Regions from separate parts of the Mus musculus genome. Here region 1 is linked to region 2. Evidence: chromatin contacts called from public promoter capture Hi-C data. All regions are on one chromosome and are shown on one strand. The core of a region is the stretch at or near the end of the contact, and the rest is flanking DNA. Distances in the headings are between cores, read along the strand shown.

Region 1 (6,252 bases), core at 3,730-6,229, 430 kb before region 2:
AAGTGGCCTTGCAGCCTCCCTGGGGACCAACGCCCTCATGGCCTCCTGGGAGCAGAACAGGGGCTACCCTGTTCCTCAGATGTGCTTCTGCTGGTCTACCATTCTCTGCTCTCAGCCTCTGGGTCCAGGTTCTGCCTCCCTCTCTCGCTCCCTCCCTCCACTGTCAGGGATTAACTACAGGAGCTGAAGTTGCAGGAGAGCTCGCTCACCTCACCTGGAGTGCACACTCCAGGCCTGCCCACCTGCCTACTTTGCTCTTCTCTGTTCCAGGCTCAGCCTCTCTGCTTCCTGTACCTAGTGTCACTGGATCACAGGACCTTGGCTTAGTGTCTCTGACTCTGCCTTCTGTGGAGCCAATGATCTCAATTCCTTTTGGTGGCTAGAGGCCACCAGGATGTGGGGTGTTCTTCAAGTAGCTATCAGCTCTGCCTGGGACTCCTGGCCTTTACCACCACCCCATCAGCCTACCCTAACTCCCAGGCTCAATACCTACCCCATGGCCCCAGGAGGTACCCAGATATGGCTACACCCCTAGCTGAGGTCCAACCCTGCTCAGGGCTCCTGAAAATTGGTTCACCAACTTCCCTGGCTTCAGGCCACACTGCTGTGTCCTGCTCTGTGCCCCAGTTCCATCCAAATATAGCCCGGCACAAATAAACATTAGTGTATCTGTGTGAATATCCTGCCCTCTTCCAAGCCCTGCCTGCACGCACGCCACCTGCTCACCTCCCTGGTATCCTAGGGCACATGACTTTCCCTGCCAGGAGACTTGCCAGGCGGCTTTCTGTGTGCTCTTGCCACAAGGGCCTCGCTGCTTCATTTTTGCCATGGGAACAGAAAACCTAAACCTGAGCTTGAAAAAAAAAAGTTTACTATCTTAAATAATTAAAAATATATATTATTAAGGGTCTGTGGCTCAGTTGGCATAATGTGTGCCTAGCATGACGGAGGCCCTGTATCCCACAGTCCACGTAACTGGGGTACAGGGATAAATGCCCGTAATCCTAGTGCTTGGGAGGTAGAGGCAGGAAGATCAGGAGTTCATTGTCATCCTAGGCTGTGTTATAAGTTCAAAGCCAACCTAGACTATATGAAGCCCTGTGCCCAAAGACAAAAACAACAAAAAAATGACCAAACACCAGGCAGGGAGGCTGAGAGATGTGGGTGGGTCCTTTGAGTTCAAGCCAGACATGTTTAGGGGCCATGGAGATGGCTCAGTTGGAAAAGTGCTCGTGCAGGCATGAGGAGCTCAGTTTGGATTCTTGTCACCCAGGTATTACTTATGACCCCAGCAACAGGGAGGCAGAAGCAGGCCACACCCTGGGATCACAATTCAAGCCTCAACCACAGGTTCTGTCTCAACATGTGCTCTGACCTGCACAGTGTGTGCAGCGCGACAGCGCCAGGATTACAGGAAATGTCCCAGTCTCCTATCTTCTGTGTCAGTTACTGGGACATAACTCCATGATCCCACATAGCTGTGACAACTCCAGACTGCACCAACATCCAGACTTTTTTGTCAGTGGGAGACTGCTCCCCAAAGCACATGCCCATGCGGCTTCCCACTCAAGTCCCATTGGTCTTGAGGCCTCCCGTGGCCATGAGAACACCAGGATGGTGGCTACCTGTGGTGCTTTGTCCTCATCTTGGATGGGGACAGTCTCTGAAGAAATTAGGAGGCCTTCATTTACATAAGGGCATAAACAGCTGCACCCAGACCAAGTCTCACCACATCACGTTGATGTCACAGGAGCTGTGCATCCCTTATCTCCCACTCTCCATATTATCTTGAATCTCCCAAGATCACCTGAAGCTGTGGTTTCACAGAAAGGAGTAATGGCTGGAGTCTTAGGAACCAGTCTTGTGGCTCTTCCCTTTTTTATCTACCTGGAAGTGCTTGTAGGCTCATTACCTTAGACCTGGCTACCCCTGGTTAGCAGCCATGGCTTCTGAGTAAATATATTCTTATTACCCAAGATGGCACCACATACGTGATTTAGAGAGAAAAACAAAACAATAAAACCCACCATACAACACAATAGCTACAGGTGGTGCATGCCTTTAATCCCAGCACTCGGGAGGCAGAGGCAGGCAGGTTTCTGAGTTCGAGGCCAACCTGGTCTACAAAGTGAGTTCCAGGAGAGCCAGGGCTATACAGAGAAACCCTGTCTCAAAAACAAACAAAAAAACAAGAATTACATCTGAGAAAAAAGATATACATACTACTCTCTCTCTCAGTAACAACTGCCTAGAGAGCCTCAGGAGGGGTGGGGCTTTTCGGCTCCTCCCACACCAAGGCCCATTCTGTTTGTTTTGCTTTTTGTTTTCCGAGGCAGGCTGTCACTGTGCAGCTCCAGCGACCTTGGAACTCTGTGGACCAGGCTGGCCTTCAACTCACTGAAATCTACCTGCCAATTGCATCCTATGATTAAAAGTGTGTGCCACCAAGTCCTGCCTGCATTAAGCCTTTTTTAAAAAAGGTTTACTTTTAGTTCTGAGTATGTGTGTGTTTTTGTGTGTATGCCATAAGAATGCAGGAGTCCGCAGAATTCAGAGAGGGCATCAGATCCCCAGGAGCCGGAGTTACAGTTGATTGTGAGCAATGTGGATACACGCTGGAAACCAAATGCAGGTTCTCTGTAGGAGCAGCACATGTTCTTAACTACTGAGTCATCCCGCCAGCTGAAGAAACCTACACATCAAATCCTACACTCTCCTGACCCCATGAGGAGTCAGAGCAGTTAGCACTCCCTCCCCTTGACACCCCCCCTCGTGTGTGTGTGTGTGTGTGTGTGTGTGTGTGTGTGCGCGCGCGCGAGTGCAAATGCCAGCCTTGGGAACAGGCAGCATACCCTAGCCTCCAGGTTACTGAAACTCACACTCATTTGATTAACAACCAACATTTCTCCAGTGCAGATGGCTCCTGCCCTTGAAAAAAAAATAAGCCAATACCCTTGCAATGATAATAGCCCACTCTTTGATGATGAAAAAGAGACAATTAAGTGTTCCCAGACAGCTGTGGCCAGCTGTAAAACTGCACCAGCTTCTAACAGCACAAGTTACTTTTCCCAGGTCAGAAAGGTCCCTTTCCAGCTGTGCCGTTCTGATCCCCCCCCACCCCCCTACCCCCCACCCCCGTCTGAAGAAATGTTACAGGTTTGAGGGCGGCATTCCTTTATCCTCTCCTGTAATGCCACGGCTTGAAAACCCTGCTTGTGGGGTTTTTTCCTTTATAACCCCCCTTCACTTAGAGGCTTCACTCTTTCCTGTTCCATCAAGAAGGTTGGGGACCTAAGCTCAAACTTGAATAAAGACCCTGCAATTACAGCAGGTTGTGATTCCTGGTGATCTCTTTGGGGTTTTTACAATCTGGGCACCGCCTCCAGCTACCAAGGTCTTACAGGCAAGGGAAATTGGAGTCTTGGTGAAGGTAGACTTTGCCAACCGGTTGAGTATATTTACATAATAGGCCATAGAACTCAGTTAATCCTCTTAAGACTTTCTTCTAAGTAGAAACTGTGGGGACTTCAGTCTCCAGAACAGAAAAGTGACCCCCAGAGAGGTCCAGGGCTAAGCCAAGAAGAAACAGAAGGACATGGAAGACAACTCTGTCCCTAACTCCAGGGGTCACAGGACACAGGACCAGCTCTGAGGCCTGTGATCCAGGCCTGTCCGTACGAGCTGCTTGGGAAGCTGAGGCAGGAGGATTGCTATCTTAAGCACGTGTACCTGTGGCGCCTGTGACAGGGAACGGTCTTTCCTGGCAAAGGCTTACGTGAAGATGGGAGGAGAAGGTGACCTCAGCCCTGGCTTCCCTCGCTCCAGTGCTGAAAGTCCCTGTTGCCTCGCCGCCACTTAGTTCAATCAGTTAAGCACAATAACTGATTAGCCTCCTATGCCTTACTAAATAGGAGACTTGTGAACACCTGGGCACAGTCAGTCAGTGTTCAGTGGATCAGACGAGAGAGAATGAAACTGGGCTGTAAGTGAAGAGGAGCTATTATCAGTAAGGTGCACATTCTTTCCCCTCTCGACGGCAAGTGAGATAAATCAAGTTCCATCATTAAAGAGACTTGTAAAGACATAATCTGGGGGGTGGAGAGAGGGCTCAGGTTAAGAGCATCTACTGTTCTTCCCAGCATCTATATAATGAACGGCTCACAGCCACCTGCAACTCTGGTTCCAAGGAATCCTCCTCCTCCATATTTTCTTTTTCTTCCTTCCTTCCTTCCTAATTTATTTTATGCGTTGAAGAGTTTTGTCTGTATGCATGCATGCCCACCATGTGCATGCCTGGTGCCCTCAGAGGACAGAAGGCGGCACTGGATATCCTGGAAGATGGTTTCGAGCTGCCAAGTGGACAGAACTTGGGTCCTCTCCAGAAGTAAAACGTTTGCTTTGTCAGAAATACTTTGGATCCTGTGGTCATTTTCTTGAGACCACAGACTATTTTATTTTATTTTATTTTATTGGCTTTTTTTTCGAGATAGGGTTTCTCTGTGTAGCCCTGGCAGTCCTGGAACTCACTCTGTAGACCAGGCTGGCCTCGAACTCAGAAATTCGCCGGCTTCTGCCTCCAGAGTGCTGGGATCAAAGGCGTGCGCCACCACGCCCGGGCCCCACAGACTAATTGATAACAATAGCAAATCCCCATCTCAAAATAAAAAGTAAAAAGGCAACTTGAAAGACAGGCACGGTGGTGTATGCCTGTATTGCTGCACTCAAGGAGCTGAGGCAGGAGGATTGCCTTGAGTTTATGGTCAGCAAGCAGCCTTGGCTATATATATATATTGTGAATTGCAGGCCAGCTTGGGCAAGAGTTAGGCACTGAGAAGAAGGAGAAGGAGAAGGAGGGAGGGAGAAGGGCGGGCGCAGGGAGGAGGGGAAGGAGGAGACGGGTGGAGAGATTGCGGTTTCACGTCCTGAGGTCGTGTCCTGAGGGTCAAAGGGAAGCGGGCGGCTTGCAGCGCGGGGTGGCGTTGGCCCCGCCTCCGGCCCCCGCAGGCAGAAGACGTGCAAAATGGCGCTGCGCTGGGGCATCGTGTCGGCTGGCTTAATTGCCAACGACTTTACCACCGTGCTGAGCTCACTGCCTTCCTCGGAGCACCAGGTGCACGTCCCTTGGAAGACACTGGGTCCGAGGGAGGAGTGGAGCCGAGGGTCTAAGAAAGAGTCCCTAGTCCGAGGAACGAGGGAGCCCCGAGTGTGAGGGAGGAGAGTCCCTAGGTCTAAGGCAGTGACTCTGAGAAGAGAAGGGGACCCTTCTGGTCCCCAAGGCCATAAGAGATTTGTTTTCAGCTCACACCTCCTATGCGCCCCAGTCTGAGGGGCTCGCGGTTTGCAGGGGGTAGGTATCAGCTGCTGGGAGGCGAAGCCATGGGGCAGTCGGGGAGGATCCTGGGCTTGCTTACAGACTCCCCTTTCCTCTCTATTCAGTCTTGCCATGTACCAAGCACAGCCTAAGTCTGCCCCCCCCCCCAATCTGCTTCCCCTCCCCACCAGTAATACCTTCCCTAGCCATCTTGGAGGAGGCTAGATGCTCCCCACTGCAGCCTCCTCCATAGCTCGTCTACTTTGTCTTCCACATCTCAACCCTTTGAATCCCACGCTAGGTGGTAGCGGTAGCTGCGAGGGACCTGAACCGGGCCGAGGAGTTCGCACAGAAATTCAACATCCCCAAGGCCTATGGCTCTTATGAGGAACTGGCCAAGGACCCAAACGTGGGTGAGTGGCCTGGACCAGGGAGGTGGGGGCAGAGCTAGGCACTGCTTCTTGCCTACAGATGCACTGGGCTGCAGGGGTGGTCTTTGGAAAGGCTCAGGCTCGGCCTGGTTAGGAGACAGTTAATAGGCTTACACGTGACCCGAGACTGGCTGAACAATATTAATCTGTGCTTAGCCAAGGCTAAGTTTTAAGTTTCTCCCAAGGCTAGAAAATCTGGTAAGAATTTATTTACTTGTTTATTTTGCGATACTGGATATGGAACCCAAGGCCTCTCACACATTAGGCAAAAGCTCCGCCGAGCTGAATCCCACACTTTTATTTTATTTTGAGAGACGGTCTCACTCACTGTATAGCCCTGGCTGGCCTGAAACTTTATTATGTAGACCAGGCTGGCTTCAGATTCTCAGAGATCCACCTGCCTTGGCTTCCAGTTTGTAAGCACTGGGATTAAAGGTGTAGGCAAGCATGCTTGGCCACTTGGGCTTTTGAGATAGACCTCACACATAGCCTCCAATTGGCTGTCCTCCT
Region 2 (6,312 bases), core at 739-3,238:
GCCATAACAGGGACAGACCTAGAAACAACACAGTGCGGGAGAGAAGCCAGTCACAAAAGCCCAGCCGATTAGGCAAATGCATACGAGTTTAGAGACTGCCAAGAACTGGGGGTGAGAAAGACTAAGTGGCAAAGAATGTGGGACAAGATCTTTCTTAGGGGGTGTTAACCATGTCCAGTTTGAGAGGGTAGTTCATGTAGTCCAGGCCTCGGATTCTCTATGCATCTGAGGATGACCTTGAACTGTTGATTGTTCAGCCTCTACCTACTGAGTAATTACATCTCTGAAGCAGCTTACTGCCTGCTGCCCTTGGAGGCCAGAAGGCATTCAATTCCTCAGGACTGAGGGGAGTGCAGGTGTGGTACCACACCCAGAGAACATGCTCTAAAATTGTTAGTGGTGATGTCAGTACAATTCTGGGCGTATACTACAAACCACTGAATTGTTTGCTCTAAGTGGGTAAAGTATACAGTATGTGAAATTATATCCCAATAAACCTCATTGAAAATAAGAACATGAGCCAGGAGTGGGGACTGCATGCCTTTAATTTCAGTACCAGGTTGTGCATCTCAAGAAACAAAACAAAACAAAACAAAACAAAAAACAAACAAAAAAAACAAAAAACAAATTAAGAAGCTGGAGAGATGAGGCAGTGGCTAAAAGCACTGGCTGTTCTTCCAAAGGACCTGGGTTTGATACCTAACACACACATGGCAGTTCACAACTCCAGTTCTAGGGGACCTAATGGCCTTCTGGGCTCTGTAGACAGTGCATTCACATGGAGTGCACAATCATAAAAACAGGCAAAACCCTCGTTTACATAAAATAAAAGGAAAGCATTTCTTTTCTTTTCCTTTCCTTTTCTTTTCAGGATAGTGTCTCACTATGTAGCCCTGGCTGGTCTCAAACTCAGGAAAATCCATCTACCTCTGCGCCCAGTTCTGGGATCAAAGATGTGTCTACCATACCCCTTTAAATAAATCTCCTTCTGGGGGCTTTCAAATGTCCTACGTTCTTTGTGAATTTTACATCATGCACCCTAATCCCACCCATCCCCCCCCTCGTTACTTTAAATAAATCTTTTTTTTTTTGCCACTGCCCAGCTAATAAATCTTAATCTCCTTAGAGATATTTAGTGAAATTCGATGCAGCCTGGACTACATGTCACCTTGCCTCAAAAAAATACAATAATCGTTGGGGTGGTGGCGCACGCCTTTAATCCCAGCACTTGGGAGTCAGAGGCAGGCGGATTTCTGAGTTGGAGGCCAGCCTGGTCTACAGAGCTAGTTCCAGGACAGCCAGAGCTACACAGAGAAACCCTGTCTCGAAAAGCCAAAAAACAAAAACGAACAATGGGGCGGGGGGGGGGGGGTAATAAGTGCTAGGTGTGGTGGTGCACACTTTTAATCTCAACACTTGGGCGGCAGAGGTTGGCGGATCTTTGTGAGTTTGAGGCTAACTACATAGCGAGTTCTATAACAGCAAGGGCTACATACTGAGACTCGGTCTCAAGCAGAATAAAATATTTTAATTGCTTCAAGGAACCTTCAAGGGTCCAAACCACTACTGCTCATTCCCCTCCTCACCATTGTCTAGAAATCCGACCTCAACTCTCACTAACACAGGGAACCCCAAGTTCCCCCTCACTTGGTCCGCATCACTCCTCTACTGCGGAACTACATTTTCTACAACCAGCCAGGATGAGGGAGACAGTACAAGGCATCCTGGGAAATGTAGTTCGTCTTCCAACCTAGGCGTTCAAGAGCGCTGTTAATGATTGACAGGGATTCGGAGTGCGAAACCTTATCCTACCTCCCTCAGAACTGCAAATTTCTCCCACAAGAAGGAAACTTGGCGACGCGACCCCTCACCGCCTGCAGCTTACCTCAAGAGCGGTTATCCGGCTTGTCGTTGCTTCAACTACGTCCCGAACCGGAAAAAGAGTACTGTTTTTAAACTCTACTCCTCCTACTTCCGCCCGACAGGAGGAGACCGGAAATAATTCTGCCCCTAGTCGCGGAGGCGCTTCGCCTGGCTTGGTAAGTGCTTTCTTCTTCTCTTCCATCCCCCCGGAAACGTGAGTGACTACTCGAAGGTTCCGGTGAGCGAAAGTGGTTTGACTCTGGGAGACACCCTAGCCTGTTCTAGGCATTACCCAGAGCGGGGCAGTTGCTTTGAGTCTCTTCAAGTTTGAGTTTGGAGACTTAACTCTGTCACCCGAAGAGACTGATATCCAGTTCCCCAAATATATTACTTATTTTTTCCCCCATTGCATCTTAAGAGTCGATAAGTGAGAACTCTTTCCCCTATTATAGAAAAAACAATTTTCAAAGATCTCGAGACTAAACTGTTCAAGTTATCCTCAGGAAACAGATTTATTGTGGTACCGCCCAGTTATTCTAGGAACCAAAGAATTCCCTTCCCACCAGTGTGTAGATCTCTTGAGACCTAAGATTTATTTTCCTGGCTCTGCCAAGTCGTCTGTAGAGAGAGACTCGGGCTGGACAAGTAGGGAAGAGGAGACTCTAATAAAGCCCCCTAGATCCCTCCATGGTGTCGGAAAGCCTTGTTTCTTCTGTGTGGGGCCGTGGCACTGAAGACCTTGATCCTATGGTCCCTTTAAGTACTTTGTCCCTTACCTGAGTCCCTCCCAAAGAAGGTAATCAGTAGCCCCGCCCCCTCGCCAGTAGCCGGCTCGGGCCTAGTAACCCAGGAGGAGCTCCCCTCCTCTCCTCCCCTCCCCTCTTGCCTACCCCTTTGCACAGCTGGCTACTCTGACCCAGAGGGCCTTCGTTAAAGAAGAGAGGCAGAGCTCCCAGCCCTGGCCAGGTAAGTGGGTGCATGCTCCCCGAGAAACTCCTGGGCAGAGGATCTGGTGTCCTGATTCCCCACGTTATTGGGATCTAGAAACTTGGGACCCAAGCTCTAGGCTGTGGATCCCCAGGGCTCTGTCTCCTCAAGCCTTCAAGACCTAGAAATATACGACCTGATCTGTCGTGTAGTCTCTGATCTCTGAGGCTCGATGAGGCAACAGGTAGAGGGAGGCTGACTTGGAATGTAATCTGCTGGGCTGGAAGGGAAGAGGGTTGATGATGAGCTTGTTTAAATGCCTACTGTGTGTTGTCAGGTTTGTGATAGGTAGAGAAAGCAAGCCTCAGCAACTGTGTGCTTATCATTGTCACCTCCAAAGTCCTCCTCTGACATTCGAAAACCTGGTACAATAGGCAAATGACTTTACTACCTGGTAACACGTTCTTCACCTATAAAAATGGCAGGAGTAATAGGACTGGCTTGAAAATTAAGATGAGCCAGGCAGTGGTGGCACACCTTTAATCCCAGCGCTTGGGAGGCAGAGGCAGGCAGAGTTCTGAGTTTGAGGCCAGCCTGCTCTACAGAGTGAGTTCCAGGACAGCCAGGGCTACACAGACAGAGAAACCCTGTCTTGATAAAGTCCTGAGTTGATAAAGACCCACGGTGTCTGGCATGGGACACGAGTTGGTTACTTGCTTTTATCATGATGGCAGAGTGCGGGCAGGGAGTCCTGGCCTCCTAACTCCGCTGCAGCATTTGTCATCTGGGAGTCCACACAGTATGAGGGGCCGTCCTTCCCTGCTCTTAGTCTATATGGGATTGGCCACCTGCCTGGACACCTCACCTCACAGAGAGCAAAACCAAGGTGAGTGTTTGAGTCTCTTCAAGTTTGAAGGTGAGTGTTTGGAGAAGAGCCTTGCAGAGGTTTAGTTCTGCCTCTCCCTAGCCAGGAGACTTCCTAGATTCCTGGACCCGGACGCTTCTCCCTCAGATCCTAGGGTCTGTGCCCCGGCTTCTCCCCTCAGATCCACATGGTCACCCCCTGCTTCAGAAGTAGAGTTCCAGACTCCAGTCTTCCTCCTTCATGCCCAATGGTGAAAACTCTGTCCCCTCTTGCTCAGGGTTCTCCAGGCCTGGTCCGTACCCCTAGGACCCCATAGTTCTTTGTCTTCTTTGTCCTCTATCCTAAGGACTCTGCTTTTGACTCTGATGTCCTTAGTTCTTGACATCTTCCTGGATGCCCCAGAGGCCCAGAGTTTCTTAGTTGGCCGCAGGCGTTTTCCTCGTGCTAACCACTGGGACCTGGAGTTGCTGACCCCTGGGAACCTGGAACGGGAGTGTCTGGAGGAGAGGTGCTCCTGGGAGGAGGCCCGGGAGTACTTTGAGGACAACACACTGACGGTGAGGGCCTCAGAGGACCCTGGCATCGAGGGCCTGTCCGCCTTCTCTAGGTGTTAAGGATCACAGGCTCCAGCCTTCAGCTCCCTCCTCACCTCCATGGGGTCTCCTATGTCAGGGTGGACTGGTGGGGTGGGGGCGGGGCATGACTTTTCGTGTTCAGTTGCTATCTTTTCCTTCTCTTCTCTAACCCTAGGAGCGCTTCTGGGAAAGCTATACGTACAATGGCAAGGGAGGTGAGTGATGCTTCTCAGCCCTCTCGTCCTGTGTTGGGGAAGCAGCCTTTAGCCCTGGAGTTCAATCCAACATCCCCTCCACACATACAGGACTACCTTCCCTCCAATCCCATGCTGTTCGGGGATGACTGACAAGGTGTCTCCTCTGTTTCCACAATGGCCCTTGTCTGAGAAACCCAGCACACGGATGGTGTTCACATTCATAGGAGGACCCCCGAGTCCTCAGGTGGGGGACTTGTGGGTGAGCAGATGATAGAGTTATTGTCAGAGGGACAAACTCACCTGCGGCCCTTCTTTAGAGTCCAGAGCCCCAGCCCCTTACAAGCATCTTGGTTGCTAGTGGGGCTGTTACCTAGCAACAGAGCTAAGGCAGGAAGCCTGGTCATTCTCACCTGTCCAGTTTGCCCACCCTAGCCCCTCCTCTGAATTCTAAAGCCCTCATCTTGGCTTAAGCTTTGTTGCTAAGGGGGGCTGCTCCTTAGCAACAGGGCCCTGGCCAGGCCAGACAGAGGAAGCCAGAAACACTACCTGGCTTCCTTCCCCTCCCCCACAGCTCCATGCCAGCCACAGCCAGCCTGGTTGCTAAGGAGGCCTTCTCCCTAGCAACCGTACCTAGCTGGAGGACCAGGGCCTCCTGCCCAGCTGGAGGACCCCCCTCTGGGCACCAGCTGCCCCACCCCCTCAAGGCTTGGTTGCTAGGGGTGGATGCACCTTAGCAACAGGCCCTAGGTCTATCCTAGAGTCCTCACAGTGAAACTGGTTGCTAGGGGAGATAGCTCCTTTTCACCAATCTTAGCAAGACCTAGTGGCTCCTTGGATCACCTGAAATCTGCCAGATTTTGGGAGACCTGCCTTCTCACTGCAAGCTAAAAGCGGAGATGGGGGTGAGTATGGCAGGTAGCCAGATCTGATGGCACTGGCCTTGGCCTGGCAATCCTGGCTACTCCAGAGGCTGGAGCAGAAAGATTGTGAGTTCAAGGCCAGCCTCTGCTACATGTCAAGTCTCAGGTCAGCTTGAGACTCCCTGTCTCCATAAAACAAAACCAAGAGCTGGAGCGATATCTCAGTGGATCAAGTGCACGCCATGCCACCTGAGAACCCGAGTTCGACCCCTAGACTCTGCAGGAAGAAGCTGGGCATGCTAGTGTACCTTTGGAGTCCCACTGTTTGAGAGGAGAGACAGAAGGGAGGAACCACGGGGCTCCCTGGCTAACCAGCCCCCCTAAATCAGCCAGCCCAGGTCTAAGGAGGCAGGCCAGTAAGATAGCTCAGCAGCGGATGTCTGAGAATGTAAGTTCAGTCCCCAGACACCGTGTGATAGAAGGAGACTACTGACTTCCGGAAGTTGTTCTATGTCCTCTACATACATGTGGCACCCAGGTGCCCCGCCCCCAGATGCACATGGATGTGCACATATAAATAATTTAAAAAAAATTAGCAACAACAAAAAAAAATGTGTCCCTGGGGGAACATATTTAAGGTTGAACTGTGGTCACCTCACATACACACAGGTATCTATTTGTTTTGTAAGGGCTAGAGAGATGGTGCAGCACTTGAGAGCGCTTGCTGCAGTTGCAGAGTACTGGAGCTTGCCTCCCCGGACCCTGGTTGGGTGCTGCTCATGCCTGGCAGTAGTTTTAGCAGATCCAGAGGATCCGGTGTATTCCTTTGACCTCTGCAGGCATGCACACATGTGTACCTGCTTCCCCTGCGCACACACACACAGATAAGAATAGAATAATAACATAGGTCTTTTAGGAAATCAGTAGGAGGCTGGAGAGATGACTTGGGGGTTAAGAGCACTTTCTGCTCTTGCCTGTTGGGTCCAGGTCCCAGAGCCAGCACCACCTTAGTGGTCACAATAATT

Evidence for each region. Capture Hi-C pulls out chosen DNA fragments and counts their contacts.
Region 1: a contact with region 2 is called in a promoter capture Hi-C map of liver. The contact joins the promoter of Dhdh here to the promoter of Nosip in region 2. A contact is called at or near these places in 4 of 39 promoter capture datasets (cranial neural crest, hippocampal neurons, liver and 1 more) and 2 of 9 other capture datasets (liver and pancreatic islet).

Annotation. Positions count from the first base shown.
Region 1 is chr7:45,487,532-45,493,783 of GRCm38.p6, reverse strand. It overlaps Dhdh (dihydrodiol dehydrogenase (dimeric)), which reads left to right and starts at 4,979. Exons shown (of 7, transcript NM_027903.4): 1 at 4,979-5,110; 2 at 5,613-5,724. The coding sequence starts at 5,021. It overlaps Nucb1 (nucleobindin 1), which reads left to right. Exons shown (of 13, transcript NM_001163662.1): 13 at 1-1,110. It also overlaps a transcript of Tulp2 not described here.
Region 2 is chr7:45,058,105-45,064,416 of GRCm38.p6, reverse strand. Nosip (nitric oxide synthase interacting protein) reads right to left here and starts at 1,988. Exons shown (of 9, transcript NM_025533.3): 1 at 1,886-1,988. Prrg2 (proline-rich Gla (G-carboxyglutamic acid) polypeptide 2) reads left to right here and starts at 2,765. Exons shown (of 7, transcript NM_022999.1): 1 at 2,765-2,829; 2 at 3,525-3,676; 3 at 4,031-4,212; 4 at 4,406-4,445. The coding sequence starts at 3,592.